3 separate regions of the Mus musculus genome follow, and all the other regions are linked to region 3. A link is a contact called in public promoter capture Hi-C data. All regions are on one chromosome and are shown on one strand. The core of a region is the stretch at or near the end of the contact, and the rest is flanking DNA. Distances in the headings are between cores, read along the strand shown.

Region 1 (3,140 bases), core at 139-2,638, 220 kb after region 3:
ATTACCTTAGCAAGCAAATAGTAATCAGCTGGTTCTAGAACAACAGCAATCTGCCAACAAATGGCAACGACTTTGTGAAATCTAAAGTACTCTGTACCACAGGGCTGTTTCAGGAAGCCACTGTGTCTTGTTTGGATCATCACAATAGCTTATTAACTATGGTGTGGTGCTTTGAATGAGAATGGGCCCCATAGGCTCGCAGATTTGAATGTTTAGTTACTAGGGCTTGGGAAGGACTAGGAGGTGTTGGAGGAGGTGTGTTATTGGGAATGGGCTTTGTCTTTTAAAAAGTCCACACCAGGGCAGTCTTAGCTCTCTCTTTGCCTGCTGCCAGTGGATCAGGGCGTAAAGCTGGAGAAACCGTGCAGTCTCTAAAGCTCCAGTGCCGCCATGCCAGCCTCCTCCCTACCGTAAGGATAAGGGACAAGCTCCCTGAGACTGTAAGCAAGCCTCCATTGAAGCTTACTTTTGTAAGAGTTGTCTTGGTCATGGTGTTTCTTCATAGCAGACAACTGGTTTCATGGCCTACCCCTCCATATTCCCATTCTCTCTCTCTCTCTCTTATAAGTTTAAGAAGAAGAGAATGGGCTTGGGGGAATCACACACACACACCCCCATACAGTAGGGGAGAGGAAGAGCAAGAGGGAAAAAGAGGGAGGGAGAGAGGGAGAGGGAGAGGGAGAGAGAGAGAGAGATTGGGATGGCTATGCATACCAAGGCACACATATATCCATCAGAGGACAACCCAGGTGTGGGTCCTCACCTTCTACCCTGTTTCTGGCAGGATCTGTTGGTTGTTTGCAGCTGGCTTGTGAGTTTCCAGGGAGTCTTCTGTCTCTGCCTCTTTCCTCCATGTAAGAGCAGTAGTATTACAGGCTTGTACTGCCAGCCTGGCCTTGCATGGGTTCTGGGGATTTGAACTTGGGACCTGACACTGGTGCAGTAAGTGTTTTACCCATGGAGCCATTTCCCCCAGCCCATTCTCCTCTTCTTAAACTTAAAAATAATTACATTTTAATTTATTTTTAGTGTGTATAGGTTATGTGTGTGCCATAGTGTACACTTGGAGGTCAAAGGACAAGTTGTAGAAGTTGGTTCTCTCCTTCTCCCACTGGGGTCCTGGGGATTAAAGCTTGGCCAAAGATGTTTTTTAGCTGCTGAGCTAATTCAGTAGTCCAGCATTCTCCTCTCTAAAGCCTGCGTGTCACTCAGAGCACAAACTGATTCTCTCACACACCTGCCTGTCATTCCTGTGCTCACCCTCCTGCAGGTGCTCCCTGATGCAGACTAAAGTCCACACCGATCTGCTCATGCTGTGCACTCTGCCCCAAGGCCTTTGACCTTGCAGTCTAGTTTGATATTTAAGCTGTTCGATGCTCTTCTCTTCTGGGCCTGGGCTCAGTGTCACTTCAGCAGAGAGACTCTCTCTGTAGAAATTGGATGCTGTCCTGCATCCAGCCGCTTCCCACCTTACATTTTCTTTGCATCATCCGTGAGCACCTGGCATGTGATTGTCTGCCTCGATGTCTCTCTCCATCCTGCATAGCCGAAGCCACGCAAAGGTAGGGATTCCGGTTATCTACACAGTTGGATCGGCAAAGCTTAATCTCCAGCACATGTTTGGTGCTTGAAAGCTATCTCTTAAATGAATGGAAGACGAGTTCATATTTGGATATCTGAAAAAAGGGTAGGTTCAGGGGCCATCCTGGTAGAATACCTCCCTCAAGAAGAAAGGCGTAGGCTGAGGCTATAGCTCAGTTGTTAATAGCGCTTGCCTAGTGCATAAAACGTGTTGGGCTTAATCTCTGGGACCAGATAAGCAGGATTGGTGGAACATGCTTGCAGTCTAAATGCTTATGAGGTACAGGTGGGAGGATCCAAAGCTTAGCGTTATCAGCAGTTTTCAACCTGTAGGTCACGACTCCTTTGTGAGTTGAATGACACTTTCACGCCTCTATTTCTTTTAATGTAAATGTGCTGGATAATGGCAGTATTAGTAATAATGTCCTCAGCCAGAACTCCCATCCCAAGGAATGAAGATGGGCTGAAACCATCACCATCCCCAGCTCCTCAGCCTGGTACTACTGTTCCTAAAGAGTCTGGCATCTCTACGCCTCCATAAGAGACACTGTATCCCGCTAGGGCAGTAGTTCTTAACCTGTGGTCTCAACCCCCGTGGGGGTCACGTATCAGATATCCTGCATATTGGATATTTACATTATGATTCATAACAGTAGCAAAATTATAGTTATGAAGTAACAACAAAAATAATTTTATGGTTGGGAGTCACCACAGCATGAGGGACTGTGTTAAAGGGTCACAGCATAGGGAGAGTTGAGAATTTCTGTGCTACCACATAGGAGGTTCAAAGCCAGTTTGAGCTATGTAAGAGCTTAACTTTTACAAAGAACATTTATATGTGGCAGCCAGAAAGACACTGTAGTCAAATGGAGCTTATGTAACAACTTCCTGTGTATTGGAGGCAGGATGAATGGAGAGGGGCCACTGTGTTTAAAGCTCAGAAAGCAAAGGACTGGGGGCCTAGTTTTGAAAGGACCTGAAGGGGGATCCACCATGAAGACCCTTGGGGCCATGCTAAAAGTGGAGCCTCTTTTTTTTGGGGGGGGGTTGTGGGTTTGGTTTTTTTGTTTGTTTGTTTGTTTTTTCAAGACATGGTTTCTCTGTGTAGCCCTGGCTGTCCTAGAAGTCACTTTGTAGACCAGGCTGTCCTCGAACCCAGAAATCTTCCTGCCTCTGCCTCCCAAGTGCTGGGATTAAAGGCGTGCACCACTACACCCAGCTCAAAGTGAAGCCTCTTTATTGGAAGGGGAGCTACTGATCACAGAAACTTTCACATTAAACCTACATAACAGTGGTATTTCTCGTAGTCAAAAAGTGTCAACAACTTGAATACCCACCAACTGGTGAGCAAATAACAAAATGTGGTATCACTACCCAGTGAAATATTATTCATCTAAATAGAGGGACAAGCTACTGGTATATGAGTCTTCATAGATTATCGATGCAAGCTTTATGCTAGTGAGAGTCAGTCACTTAACGATTTATTTATTTATTTTATATATGTGAGTACTCTGTCACTGTCTTCAGACACACCAGAAGAGGGCATCAGATCTCATTAC
Region 2 (2,900 bases), core at 292-2,791, 160 kb after region 3:
CTTGACACTTAAAAAAAAAATCTTTAATTGCCAGACTCCAAGTAACTGGTTACTACTGCGAATCTCTATTTAGGGACATCATCTATTGGCATTTGGAATAAGGCAACTAATTTTATTAATCTGGAATACAGTGACTCCAAGCAGACTCTCAAGCCTAAGCTTTTGTACCTGGGAGACAGCAACAGAGATCAGCGAGACATTATGCATAAGAATGATGCTAATGAGAAAGGCTACCCCAGTGACTCATTTGTTTAGCTCTTTATTTTTAAAGGAAAAGGTGACCCTAGTAACTCTCTCCAGTTCCTCTTTCCACCGTGCCTGGTGAATGTGGGTGAAAGGGTAAAAGAAAAAAGTGACCAGGGTGGCCCCAGGATGGAGAAGTCTTCCACATGACCAGTTTTCAGGCCCCATCAAACACCCTGGGAGACAGGTCCAAATTCGTTAATTACCCAAGTAATGGCTGATGAGCACAAGTATGAAACAGAGACAGGGCTGTCTGCGAGACACAGAGCCGCTAAGCACTAACTGCAATGGATAAAATGTCACCCATTCCTAAAGCCTAGACTGTTTGCCATCTGCTCTGCCCTGCCCTGCCCTGCCCTGCCCTGCCCTACCCTACCCTACCCTGTCCAGCCCAGGAAGGAGAACACAATAGACCTCTCACCCACTTCTCATCCCCAGGCTCACTCCGTTTCAAAGGCTGCGCGGGCAAGCCTACAAAGCCAGCCTCTTCTGCGGTGCTTTTACGCATTTCTATTTCTTTGTCAAGTGCGAGGGAAACAGGGCTCAACATAGACCGGGTGCGTAGAGGGGTGTGGAGAATTGCTAAGGATAGAACGGAAACGCAAGGCTTTTCTACAAAGTCGAGATCTGTAGACTTACAGGTTATTTAAAAGGAAGAGTCACCTCAAGTCTCCACATCCTGCCAACCCGGGGAGGCAAACAAGAGCTGTGTTCTGCAGGCTCGGCGCCAACGCAACTCTCCCCACACAGGGTCCGCAATGGGAGGGTGGCCTAGAAAGACACCACACACACACACACACACACACACACACACACACACTAGCCTGCCTCACCTTCTCGATCGTCTGGTCTACCGCCTTCTGAAAGACTCGAGCCACTAGCAGCGTGACGCTGGTCACCAGCAGCAGCAGAGACAGCGTCCCCGCCGTGTAGAAGCAGCATCTGCCCATACTGCGCGCAGCTCACCGGCCAGGCCTGGGACCGAACGGCGAGCTGGAACAAGCCTCCGCCAAGGCCGAGCAGCAGCCGCCCAAAGCCCGGGGCCCCTGCGGCTCCCGCACCTTCTCCGTGCGTGTTCAGCCGCTGCCCGCGCAGTGCGCACAGCCCTGGAGTAGATACCGGAATGAGCAGCAGAGCCGGTGCGATCGCGAGTGCCGGGGCCGCCTGGCTTTCGTTTTCTCCGGCTGCTGCAGCCAGGGAGGTGCAGGGAGCGCGCAGAGCGGTGACGCGGGCTGGTGGGGCTCGCCAGCAAGCCGCGGCGGCGGTGATGGTGACGGCTGGCGACTGCGCCGGGAAGCGGGAGGGGCCGGGCGGAGGCCTTCAGTCATGTGCCCTGCAGCGGCCCCTGCGATTCGGCGGGGTTGCGCCTGCATCCTCTCCCTGCAGGCGGCGCGGTCATCCAGGGAACTGAAATCGCCCTTCCCCATTCGCTCTGCCGCTTTCTTTCTCCTTCAGATCTCTGCTGAGGGCCCACGGTGGGCCAAGCATGGGGAACCCCGGCTGGACGCGCGGTTTCCCTTACTCCAGAGGATCTCCCGAGTTCCTTGGAAGATTTAAGTACAATGTAACTAATGCTTTTACAAGGTGCCTGCTGACTTGTGCCTGATTTGTACCTGCAGAGCCTTGTTGGGTTGAACTGGGTCTTCAGGAATAAGTCAGAGTGTGTCCTCAAGAAAGTGAGGAGGAGGCGTTTGCCTCCGCAGACTGAAGGCAAGGGAGTTAACTGTTGAGTAGTCTAGGCCTTATGCTGTAGGGTTTGTGGTGCCAAGCCCTCGGAGATCAGATTTTGAAAGGCTCTGTGTCCTGATAAAGGGCGTTAACAGAGAAGCAAGTCAAGTAGAGCAGGTGTTTGTTGTCTATTTTGTCATCATCAGTTGAATAAGGGTTAGTTCCGTGACTGGCACACACATACAGACACACAAACACGCGGCAGCCCTATTATGAAGCAGAAAGAAGTGCTGTACAGGTTGTAAGAGGAACTGGAGTTGGGATGTGGGGGGTGGGGTGTGATTTCGTTAATGGGAAAAGGCAAGTAGGGAAGCTGGGTGCAAAGTAATACCTACAAGTTCAGCAAAGCCGTGGGGAGAGAGTAGTCCTTGAGGCAAACTGGCATGTCCCCAAATTCTGACATATCTCAGATGTAGACCTGCCTTAAATATCCCTGTTGTGCTTAATCAGCGGACTGGGAGCAACCTTGAGAAGTTAGTCTTTACCAGCTTGGGATAGATTTCAGTCGTGTTCAACAGCTGAGAGGCTCATCAGTCACTAATGCCATCTGCAGGGGAAGATCTGAACTGACATTTTCTTGGCCAGGCCAGTGTCCTTATCATTAAGGAGTCAGCCCACCAGGATGGAAAACACTCAAATAATCGTGACACTGGAGGCAGCCTGTACCATAGAGGGAGACCTTGTCTCAAAAGAGGAAAGAAAACAAGCAAAATAGAAGCACACAAAAGAAGCTCTGTCTTAAAATTGAAAAAATAGATAAAGGAAAAAACCCAGCAGAGTAAAATAAAATCTAAAAGAAAATGGGGGGGGGGAGGTATGTGCAATGAAAAAAATGAATTTAGATGAAAGTTACACTGTTGCTGGTGTACTACATAGTTAGTTAGACTCAGGACAATTGCACCTGCACAGATTTCTCTCTCTCCTCTCCC
Region 3 (2,700 bases), core at 64-2,563:
TGGGGGGGGGGTGGGCATTTGGCAGCTTTACCCGTGACAGGTATAATAACTGCTCCACTTCTAGACACTAGGAATGTATGACCTAAGAAGGCACCTCAGTGTCTGTGTAAATGGAGAGACAAAGGCACATGCCGGTGCCATGAGTTTAGGGCAGATGCCCCACAGCAAAGCCCAGGGCAGGCGCTGCTCCCCAGACCACCATTTCCTGAAAAAGCAACATCAAACCTACCTTTTTTGGCTAAACGCTTTCATTAAATTCTTGATGGTCTTAGATTCCGGATTCAGACATCTCTGCTCATCATTCTTTTTCATCGTGGCACTATAGAAATAAGAGTGAGATACTCAGATTAACGTCAGGCCAACAGAGCTGATGGCCCTGCAGGTCCATGTCAGAGTTCAGGCACTGTGCCTTAGTTAGAGTCACAGACCCGTCCCTATCTTTCCTGGTTTCCCTCACTTATTTACTGTGTGGTTACGGGAGGGACGTTTATCGGCAGGTGGGCTTGTACTCACATGATCTCAACACGTGGGCAGGATAGGCTCGCAGGGATGATTTCAAGCTTCCCTATGGCCCTCATTCTCACTGGCCCGTCATCGATATGGATGCAGTTGCAGCGGACCGTCCTTGCGAGAGGGATCCCTGCAGGAAGAGAGGGGGAGAGCCAGGAAGGTCAGCACACGGTTTCATTTTAGGCACTTAAAATGGATGAGGTAGTGTTTAGCAGACCCTGTCTGATCTGTGGAGAGACGCATCCCATCGTATCATAGGGCTGAGTGTTTGAATATCTTGGTCATGGTAAAGAGAGATCTGCAACTTGTCAGTTACGAAATCCTGCATTTATGCACTGCTCACAGTATTGGTTAGGCTCAGGCAAGGAGGCATCCGTGCCTTACCCCATCCCACTCTTTCGCCCTTTCTCCTGACTCTCTCTTCCCTCCTTCTTCCTCCTCCCTCCTCCTTTTCTCCCTTTCTTCCCTTCTTCGTTCCTTTGCTTTTATTCTATTTTTCTCTGACTTCAACCAGCCTATGATAAACTCTGCAAGCTGAAGGGATTTCTTCCTGCTTCCCTCTTCTTTATAGGTACACACATTAAAGCTTAAATACATGCTGTGTTTAGAACTGAGCTTAATCGTCTGACTTCTGACTTCGTTAATTAAATGGCCTTGGTGTCCCTTACCTTGAGTCCCACTCAGACCCAGCAGGATGAGGCAGAAAATGACGGCAGCACTTGGGTTCATGGTGCTGATGGGGAGGCTTCCGGAAGGTTGGCTCGGGATGTCTCTCAGCGGTGGATGAAGCGCTTCTCGAGTGCCGGCTGCTGAGGAGTATTTATCTGCAAAGAGTTTCCCTCCCTGAGTCCTGATTGGCTGACTTTGGAGATGACTCAGCAAGGCTCCGCAACCCGAGGGAAGTCCCCTGTAAACCGAGGGCATTGCTTGTGTTTATTGTGACCCATGAACTTGGAATTTCCCTCTCCCCTCTTGTGCTCCTTTTAATTTTTAACGAGTGAGGTAAGTTTCACTTTCCAAAGCGTGAGCTGTTTGAGAAATCAGATGCAGTGCCTTGCAGAATAAGTCTGGAAATGGCTTTAATTCTCATCTTCCTTCTCTCATAAATAAAACACAGAACTGATATCTAAGTCAGGTTCTAACCATGGTTTTTACATTTGTTGTGTTTACACTGTTTATTTTTGCTTTTTACTTCATATGCTTTATTATAAAATACTTGGAATAAACTTTAAAAAAAAATCACACGCCAAATTTAGCCAGATCCAAAGTCTATACAACTTAGTGAACAGTTAGAGCAGGCATTCAGAACAGAAGCCGGAAGTGTCACACTAATGTTTACAAGTTACAAGAGGAATTGCAAAGCTAATTGTTGCCCCGTGCTGATTCTCTCAGGGATGCTTTGATTGTCTTCTTTGTGAGTGTGTGGTTACAGGGTCAAGGATGAAAGTGAGTGTGGATGTCACTCTGCACAGCACCCAAGGCAGCAGATACCTGGGACCTGGAAGAGTAGGTGAGGTTACATAGATCTCGCATAGAGGTGACAGTGATGAAGGGGATGGAGGTGACTCATCCTGGGAATGGGACAGGAGCCTGGAGTGTACCGGTTCAAAACTTGACAACAGAGGCCAAGAGTGAAACCTGTACCCACCAACGGGAACTGGGAAACAGGAGCTGTCACCAGAACAGGAAGGGAGTTGCTGCTTGGGAAAGATAGAAATTTCTAGAGAGCAAAATCCACATTGATGTAGTCCAAGGACTAGAACAGAGCTAAGCTTTCAAGGGAGCAAATCACGGGACAGCCGTGGAATCTGGAAGGACAGACAGAAGGGAATGGGGGCAGAGACAAGCCAAGAGACTTTCGTTTTGCAACCTTCTGCTGGGAGAAGGCTACTGTGAGAGGACGCCATGAGCAGTCTCTCCCAACCTGCTTCTGCAGAATAGACGCTGCGCTGTAGGAACCTCAGAATTTTAGAGTGGAAAGAGGTGCTGAGCAGTTTTACATTAAACAATAAAGAAAGATACATGGTGACAGTTTTATTTTATTTTGTTATTGTACAAGTTCTCAGTCAAGATGTGAAGGAAAAACAGATTTGAGGATGTTAAGAAAAAACAGTTAGCAAGTGGATATATAGTCCCTTACTGAGGAGAAAAGAGTTTAGTAACTATTGCGTAGTGTTAAGCATCTGTTAG

Evidence for each region. Promoter capture Hi-C pulls out the DNA fragments that hold promoters and counts their contacts. Capture Hi-C pulls out chosen DNA fragments and counts their contacts.
Region 1: a promoter capture Hi-C map of embryonic stem cells shows a contact between it and region 3, with 2.4 times the contacts expected there. The contact joins the promoter of Fam47e here to the promoter of Cxcl10 in region 3. A contact is called at or near these places in 3 of 39 promoter capture datasets (embryonic stem cells and trophoblast stem cells) and 1 of 9 other capture datasets (liver).
Region 2: a promoter capture Hi-C map of adipose tissue shows a contact between it and region 3. The contact joins the promoter of Scarb2 here to the promoter of Cxcl10 in region 3. A contact is called at or near these places in 2 of 39 promoter capture datasets (liver and macrophages), 1 of 484 Hi-C or Micro-C datasets (megakaryocyte-erythroid progenitors), 4 of 115 datasets of contacts at active chromatin or transcription factors (effector CD8 T cells, memory CD8 T cells, microglia and 1 more) and 2 of 9 other capture datasets (adipose tissue and liver).

Annotation. Positions count from the first base shown.
Region 1 is chr5:92,570,149-92,573,288 of GRCm38.p6, forward strand. Fam47e (family with sequence similarity 47, member E) reads left to right here and starts at 1,389. Exons shown (of 7, transcript NM_001033478.2): 1 at 1,389-1,562. The coding sequence starts at 1,441.
Region 2 is chr5:92,504,116-92,507,015 of GRCm38.p6, forward strand. Scarb2 (scavenger receptor class B, member 2) reads right to left here and starts at 1,542. Exons shown (of 12, transcript NM_007644.4): 1 at 1,077-1,542. The coding sequence starts at 1,193.
Region 3 is chr5:92,347,576-92,350,275 of GRCm38.p6, forward strand. Cxcl10 (chemokine (C-X-C motif) ligand 10) reads right to left here and starts at 1,314. Exons shown (of 4, transcript NM_021274.2): 1 at 1,179-1,314; 2 at 514-640; 3 at 230-319. The coding sequence starts at 1,239. It also overlaps a transcript of Art3 not described here.